Linked DNA regions of Mus musculus: region 2 is linked to region 1. Evidence: chromatin contacts called from public Hi-C data. All regions are on one chromosome and are shown on one strand. The core of a region is the stretch at or near the end of the contact, and the rest is flanking DNA. Distances in the headings are between cores, read along the strand shown. Region 1 overlaps Galnt3 (polypeptide N-acetylgalactosaminyltransferase 3). Region 2 has its middle 45 kb from the start of Galnt3.

What was found. Hi-C and Micro-C count contacts between places; a contact is called where the count stands out from the background.
Region 2: a Hi-C map of the N1E-115 cell line shows a contact between it and region 1, with 4 times the contacts expected there. The contact joins two enhancer-like sites. A contact is called at or near these places in 5 of 39 promoter capture datasets (the 3T3-L1 cell line, 3T3-L1-derived adipocytes, cranial neural crest and 2 more), 7 of 484 Hi-C or Micro-C datasets (CD8 T cells, the N1E-115 cell line, cortical neurons and 3 more) and 1 of 9 other capture datasets (pancreatic islet).

What each region holds. Positions count from the first base shown.
Region 1 is chr2:66,085,055-66,089,388 of GRCm38.p6, forward strand. It overlaps Galnt3 (polypeptide N-acetylgalactosaminyltransferase 3), which reads right to left. Exons shown (of 11, transcript NM_015736.2): 10 at 183-335. Among named protein-coding and RNA genes, the nearest start is that of Galnt3, 38 kb to the right of the region's middle. Within about 2 kb of position 2,562, at least 2 of the 459 cell types and tissues checked have an H3K27ac peak or open chromatin away from gene starts, as enhancers often do. A contact at or near this core is called in the N1E-115 cell line, where this site is marked.
Region 2 is chr2:66,168,192-66,172,341 of GRCm38.p6, forward strand. No RefSeq gene overlaps it. Among named protein-coding and RNA genes, the nearest start is that of Galnt3, 45 kb to the left of the region's middle. Within about 2 kb of position 2,405, at least 13 of the 459 cell types and tissues checked have an H3K27ac peak or open chromatin away from gene starts, as enhancers often do. A contact at or near this core is called in the N1E-115 cell line, where this site is marked.

The DNA of each region.
Region 1 (4,334 bases), core at 1,312-3,811:
TAGTTGTTCCCAACTAATTAATACTTAATCCCTAGATATATTCTCTTATTACATGGGAAGACATGTGTAATAGTGGAGTTGTTAAAGGTGAAGAAGTGCTGATATATAGCATAGTAAAGCAATTAGAGCTCTTCAAAGTTAGCTTGAGAATGGACGAATGAACCAATGAATGAGCCAATCACCTTCCGAATCTCCCATATCTGTTCTCCAGGGGCGATGGTCCTGTGACCTTTATAGACACATGCCTTCAGCTGGACGACACCCTGAGTAGCATGAAGACACAGCTCCTTCTGGATGTTGTGCCGGATTTCACGCTGAGCAGAATACTCGAAGTACTGTGGAAAGGAGAGACTCGTGATTGACAAAGGAATTCTGTGTGCCCAGTTGCAAAATAAAACAAGATCAAATCCAACCAGCTACCCCTACAAAGAAAACTCATGAGTTCTTCAACAAATGCAGTAAAAATATCAGAAATGTAAGCTGAGGCATTAGTTACGACAGGCTCTGTGGAGGTCTTCCATTACCAGCAGTGGCTACTTTCTACAATGTTCTTGTCTTTCCCAAGTAGAAACTGGAAATTACAAGGTAGGGTGGAGGCTAGCAGAAGTGTACTATAGAAACCAGCCTGGAATGTTCTAGTAAGCAGCTCACTGGCTGCTTCTTCTCTCGTCCCCTTATTCATCTCAACCAAAGCATTTCCACAAACGCACAAACTATAATGCATATTCTGAGTCTGTTTTTGCTTCCCCCCTCCCATGCCCCATGACAGGAGTACCAATAACCCCTGCCCACCAAATTACTAAAGCCACCAAATGAATGGGTTGGCAGGTGTAAATACTTTCAGCAAAGACCAACACATGTCCAACACTTGGTACGCCACGGCTCCTCACTATTCTCTCTCGCTCTTCGTGCCCAATGAACAAGCCTCTAAGTTCTGCTGAGTTTCTTCTCTGATGTTATTTCACTCATTCTTACTCTGGCCTCATTTCTCTGACTCAGTTATCTCTTAATTTGCCCTGCAGTGCCAACTTCTGACCTGTGATGCAGCAATTCTGGCAGCTGTTTGTTAGCCCTTTAAAGCTTTAGTTTGGTGTGCTAACAGACCTGCTTACTGTGGCTGTCTCCCTGACAAGCAATGGCAGGACTCATGCTCAGAGCGGCCACTCAGCTGTAGTAGGACCATCCTACTTTACACAAATCTATGTCTACAGAGTCTGCTCTATTGCCAGGCTGCTGCGCTGAATGTCCTGCAACCCCTTCTCTGCTTTGCTAGCTCTTTAAGAGCTACATCAAGAAGTATTTTACCTGTTTCTCTCTCCTCGATTTTCCCCTTTGGTGGAAAACTATAACTCTCAAGGCTTCTACAGGAAAGCAGAGGTAACAGACTATATTACCAGGATTGTAAGTGTAGCCAGTTGGATTCTCTGGGAGCTAAAGCTAAGCACTATATCAACTAACAATACTCATATTCACTGTCATGGCAGGCAATTTACAGACTGAACTATCTTCTTTGTCCCACAGTAACATCCATTATAAATCAAATATTTAATAATGTTGGCAGTCTGAGGATAAAATGAGTTAACAGAACGGATTTTCAATAATGCAATGATTCCTGCTAGCACTAATATTTATTGAGCCCTTATTATGTGCCAGGCAGGCCCTGTGCTACAGTAAACACCCCACAAGCATGAGCAGAATTCTGAGCCTTGAGCCTAAGCGCCTCGGCTGGCTCTCGCACTTAACTTCTCTTCTCCTGCAAGTAAAACACTAATTGATCTTGTAACCTGCTTTTCAGGCAGAAGCATTGTAAAAACAATAACAACAACAACAACAACAACAATAATAAATGGCCTCAGAAGGAGAAAGAAACAACATCCTAACTATAACTAAGTTATAATTTAAATAGATTCACTTTTAGTTTAGCTACAATAAACCTCAAAAACTCAAAGACAATAAGAAGGGCTAGCCAGTATTTTACATCATTATTATTAAAAAGTCACTCAGATGAAACATGGAGGGAGAGGAGAAGAGTTGAAAATATTTTGGGAACAACAACAAGAGCTGAAAATAAGTGAGAGACATGTCACTCAGAACCTGGACACACCCTCTAGAAAAGAATGTGCATAAAGTCTTAGCTGTCGTAAGGCTGCAATGAAGTAGTCGCACTGGACCAGAGTAGTCTCCAATCCAAAAAATAGTTACCATGCATTGTCTTCAGAAATAGTGTTATAAGAGGGTTATATGCCATAAAACACCATTACGTGATCAAAATGGAAGAAAATGAGAAAACGCTCAAGACTTCTGAATTTGAGTTCTCACAGAACTAGAAACTGCAGCATAGTTGAGGGAAATACTTGATTAGAAACAATATGACTCCTCTCTCACCCACCACCTGCCTCGGGCAGGAGAGCCAGCCGAGGGGTTAGAAGAGAGGGAGATCTGGTCCAGACCCTTGTCAGCTGCAGCACTCAAGACAGCAGGCCCCACACCTTGACTGGGCAGCACCGCAGAGCTGACTCTGGTGGCCTGGGTAGAGGTGACCCAGCCCCAAGGGAATGAGAGCAGGAGAGCTGGCCCTGTTCCTTGCTGGTTGCAGCAAGGGGTGAACTAATCAGGACAGTGCTAGAGCAGGAACAATGGGCTGACAACTCAGCTACTACTCAAGCCTCCATCCAGGGCTCTGAGTTGGCTCACCCAATATCTACCCCATCTCTATGAACTGCTGGAGCCAGTGAAAGGGCCAGGCCTGCAGATCCAAAGCTGCAGGACCTCCACGACACAGGGCAAGCACAGGCTATCTGAGAGGAGTCCCACTGAGGATCCAGTGTTGATGATGTGGCAGAAGCCAGAGATCTCAAAACAGGCCAATGACTCATTGCAGCGAACATTTGCAAGTAAAGATGTTTGGACAAAGGGCTATACTGTGGGGACACACTGTGACACACTGCAACTTTCACAGCAAGATTTACTTTTTAATGATTTGCTTTGCTTTTTTTTTAAAAATTTATTTGGCGGGGGGAGGTTGCAAGGGCAGAGGGCAGATACAAAGGGTCAGGGAGATGAGTGGGATTGGGGTGCATGATGGGAAATTCACAAAAAACTAAATGAAAATAAAAGCAATAAAAAGTTAATTTAAAAGAATCTGACTGCTCAAATGTTAGTTGGACAAGGATGACACCAATGGGCAGGCCAAAGTGGACAAGGGTGAAGCCTATGAGGCCTCAACCCTGCAGACTGAGAACTATAGAACTACAGACCTATAGGCAACGGCTATAGACACACACACACACACACACACACACATCACACACACACACATATGTGTGTGTATGTGTGTGTGTGTGTATGTATATATATATATATATATATATATATATATATATATATATATATATATATGCTATAATTAGTGAAACTGAGGCCATCAATTTGAAGGAGAGTGGGGAGGAGTATATGGGAGGGAGGGAAGGAAGGGGAAAAATAAAAAACTAACAAGTAAAAGATATCATCAGTAACTGTGTTAGGATGACAGAAGACAGAGTCATCTGAAAATATAAACCAGACATTATTCTCCTGCTTAAAAACCTCTAGATGGCTTCTGTTTAATTCAGAATTAAATCCATCTTCCTTAACAGGTCTGCAGAGCTCTGTCCAACCAGGTTCCTTATCACAATCTCTGACCTCATTTCCTCCACTCCCTGCCTAGAGTGCTCTGCGCTGGCCACCCCGGCCTTCTGTGTGCTCTGTGAACCTGCTCTACGTGGCTGTTCTCCCCAGCCTGCATTCTGATGCCCACCTCCATCTAAGAGGACAGTGTCCAAAGTCTTCCTTATCTGAATGTAATCTTGAGTCCATCACTCACATTATCTCAGCCCCATCTTCCCTAGAGCCCAAAATACATGCTTTCACTTCTTATGAAAAAAGAATGCTTCTGTGATAGAAGCTCCCCAAAGTCAGTGACTGTCAATTCCTGTCGCAGCACAGGTTGGGTCACAAATACTTTTTAATGAGTTATTTCCCTCCTAAACTTCTTAAAGGTAGCCTATTTCATTGATAATTTTAAAATAATTTATAATTCTTTATGACAGTATCTCCTTGGAAAAGATAAAAAAAAGCACATAAAATGATACACACACTATATTTTAAGGTAGTATCTGCAGTAAATTGTAACAAAAAGAGTAGTAATAATATACTTTAAGATAAATAGAATTCTGAAGAGAGCTTGAGAGAAATGTCTAAGTATTAACAACCATTGGTAATATATTTATAAATGAGGAAATAAGCATATTGTTGTTATAAAACAATATAATTATTTATATAACTATTGTTCTTAG
Region 2 (4,150 bases), core at 1,155-3,654, 83 kb after region 1:
AAGCAGGGTGGACAGATCATTCTGGGGTACTATACATCTGCTGGTGGTTTGGAAAGGGTGCATAGATGGGGATTCTCAGGGAAAGTTGCCAGGCTAGACCCTGGAGAAAGATGTAGGAGATCTGACTGGGTGAAGAGACTGGATGTGGCACCAAGTGATAAGCATTTCTGATGAGAAAAATTCAGAAAATAATTAGAAGAATTTGTAAGGTAAAAGTGATAGAATGATCCAGGCTTGATACTTCTGAAATACAAGATATTTTTCTGTTCAGTGATACAAGCACCAACACAAATATTCAAACTTTGTCCTGCTAGACACATAAACAATAAATGTAATGTAAATTCAAATTTAATATAATTAAAATTTGATTTAAGAGTACTCATTGGAAAGGTGCTTTTGGACTTGGTACAATAATCAAAACATGATATTAAAAACAAATATGATCAAATTATGTTACTTGCATATGGGAAGTTGAGAATATTATCCGGAGTGAGGTAACCCAGTCCCAACAGACATGCATGGTATGTGCTCACTGGTAAGTGGATATTACCAATAAAATACAGATACCATGTTACACTTCACAGACCCAAAAAAGCTAAACAAGCAGGAAGGCCCAAGTGAGGATGCTTGAATCTCAGTTAGGAGGGGGAATAAAATAGTCATAAGAGGTAGATGGAGGGAGGAAACTGGATGGAAGAGGGGATAAGGAGGGGAATGGGAGGGTCAGGATCAGGTGTGGGAAAGTACAGGAAAGATGGCCAGATGGCCATGAAAATGAATGGAAATCTGCAACAGATGGGGATAAGGAGATGGGGCCATCTTCAGGATGAGACAGAGACCTGGGATAAGGGAGGTACTGAAGAATCAATGGAGGTGACCTTAGCTATGACAACCTACAGTGGGGATATGGAACCTGAAGAGGCCACCTTCTGTAGCCAGACAGGAACCCCAGTGGAGTGATAGAGACACCAACCCACCCACAAAACTTTCAACCCAAAATTTATCCTGTTTACAAGTAATACAGGCACAGGGGAGGGAGCAGAGACTGAAGGAATGATCAACCAACTTGAGACCCATCCCATGGGGAAGCACCAATCCCTAACACTATTAATGACACTCTGTTATGCTTGCAGACAGGAGCATGTTGTCCTCTGAGTGGCTCTACCCAGCAAATGACTCAGACAGATACAGACACCCGCAGCAACAGTGGTTGGAGCTTGGGGACTCTTATGGAAGAATAGGAGGAAGGATTGCAAGCCCTAAAGGGGATAGGAACTCCACAGGAAGACCAACAGAGTCAACTAACCTGGACTAGTGGGATTCTCAGAGTTTGAACCACCAACCAAAGAACATACAGGTGCTGGACCTAGGCCTCACCTCTCATATGTGGCTGATGTGTAGCTTGACCTTCATGTGGGTCCTGAACAACTGGAGTCAGGGCTATCCCAAAAGCTGTTACCTGTACATGGGATATGTTCTACTAGCTGGACTATCTTGTCTGGCCAAAGTAAAAGAGGAAGCACCTAGCCTTGCAGTGGGGGGAATACCCAGGGTGCCTCTACCTACTCAGAAGAGAAGGAGGGGAGGGATGGGGGAAGGATAGTGGGAGGGGGTGACCAGGAGGGGGCAGTGAATGGGTTGTAAAGTGAATAAGTAAAAAAATTAAATTAAATTAAATTAAATTAAATTTCAAAAACATGTAGACTTTTATCAAAATAAAACAGAACAAGAAAAGTTACAAAGAAGCCTATTTTATGTAGCTAATATGTAAACATTTAAAAATATGTAGTTGTTACACTTGCTACAGGTTCCTCTGGGTCACATTCCTTGGCAATCCATCACATTTCACAGCATACATGCATGCTTAACTCATCTACAACTTCCCTTCAACACTCAAGGAAAAGAAGTCCTTTCCAGGGGGTTAAAAATATTTCTTTCCTGTTGATGTATGGGAACAAAAGTTTCTTCAAAACAGCCTGTGAAACTTGAGTGGGAATCACTACTTTTGTTTGTTTGTTTGTTTTAAGCTGGCTGGGAGGCACAGCCAAGATCACTCTGGTTATCAGGTGGTTCGGGAGGTTCATCTACATTGTCTTAACTCAGGGGAAGAAAATGAGTCGTTGGTATTTCCAGCGAGCAACTCTAAATTGGAACCTCCCCCTAGCCATCTAGATATGCAACCATGGAGCACACTATAATAAAAGGGGTAAATTGGGTTGTTCAGAAGCTCAGCCTGGTTGAAGCTCATCACTGTGACATAGCATCTAAGGCACAATGACTCATACAGCCGGGACTCAATGACTTATATACACTGTGCGCCATTGCAGATATTATAACATCAACCAGAACACAGCACAGGGGAGTGGTTTCTGACTGGGAAGAAGTGACTGTCACAAGGAAAAGGAAGTGAGTGCTAACTTTAAGAGGTAATCAGAGGGAAATTAAATTATGTGGATTTAACACCACACTACTTACCCAAGGGAAGTTCAACCACAAAGAAAAAAAAGTCAAGGGAAATAAGAAAAAACAAAACACCAAACAAACACAGCCGTGTGATGACTAAGCATTTGCACTACCACTTTTGAGCAAACATTCTGTTAATGGATCTGAAAGGTAGGGTAAGCGTCCTATCTGTTGTGGAAATGTGTTCTATAAACAGTAAAGCACCCGGAGAGTCTATAGCTTCTTCCCTCATGGGAATCAGTGTGCAGTTCGCATTAGCTCAGATTAGCTCGGATGGTGCAATCTACAGAAAGAAAACAGCCGGGGAACTGTCATCTGTCAAGTCGAGAAACACACCGTCTTCGCTTCCAAAGAGGTTCGGTGAAGATAACCAAGTGCCTCCCCTTTCCTTCTGTTAATCTATACTTACAATTCAAATAAAAACATCCCCAGTGGTCCAGAAAACAGGCTCCCCCCCCCCCCGAACAAATTATATACTAAAAATCTCATCCAATAGCTACTATTGAATATGAGTCATGACAAAACTATAGTTGCCTGCATTTCAGTGACTGGTATAACAGCTCACTCTTGAGTTTCCTGTGCACTAATTGCATCTGCTCCTGCTCATGACAGGTTCCCTCCCTTTTATGCCTCAGCTTATCTGATGCAGCCCTATCTTCGTAGCAGTCACAGTGATCTGCAGCAGTAAGCAAGAAACCTTTCAGAGAGATGATGTGAAGCGTTCAACCCACCACCAACTCCCGACAGACCTTGCCTTAGGTGATCGTCTTTCTCCAGAGTCCCCTCTGCCCTGCATTGTAAGGCTCTCCCACTTTTGAAAATCACCCATATTCCCTAATATGAGAATGCACTCCCCCCTCTCTCATCTTTGAATGAAAAGGGAGACTTTACAGTTTTTTTTCATTCTGATGTTCTAGAATATGGGGTGCGTGCATGTGTGTGCGTGCGCGAGCACGCGCACGCATGCACTGAACTCATACTTGACCGATTTTCATGTTTACAGCAATAAAAGGATTCACATCTGTCCAGCAACTTGATTGTGATCACCACCATAAGATGGCAGTTTGGGAATTAAAAGGTCAGGGGAAAGAATGATGCTTCTCTTTGGACTATTTGCTTAGAAACCCTACCCAGAGCCAGTGAGGCATAGATCAAAGCAGGGTTCCATCAGCAATATTAATGGTAGCTTCAGGTCTGAGTCAGTGACCTGGACCACTCATTTGCTCAGGCTGTCAGGAAAAGGGAATGGAGAGGTCAGGTCCCTGTTGGGCTGAGCAGGCATCCCCAGTAGCACCTGAAACAATTAGCCTATGTGCTGCAAGAGTCTGCAAGCGCTCCATCTTCCTCGGAGAGTAAATGGCTAGATGACATAAGCGTATCCTTCTAGGAAGGAAGATTCATCCCACAGTTTTTCTTTTTCTGCCAGATTTGAATATATCTCCACCTAACACCAATCTCGGGTTTATTTACAGGTTTTAATATCTTGTACATTGTTATTTTTTCACTATTTTATATTTTCCCACAATAATATATGAATCCAGCCCTGATTTTGGCTTCAGAATTTTGAGTGGGCCTAAATAGCCCTTAGGCAAGTGCCTCACTCACTCACTTTAACCTAGCTCTCTCTACTGGGTTGGCTTCCTCAGGGATAAAGACCTGTTTCCTTTGACTTTGAAAGGCCACCCCA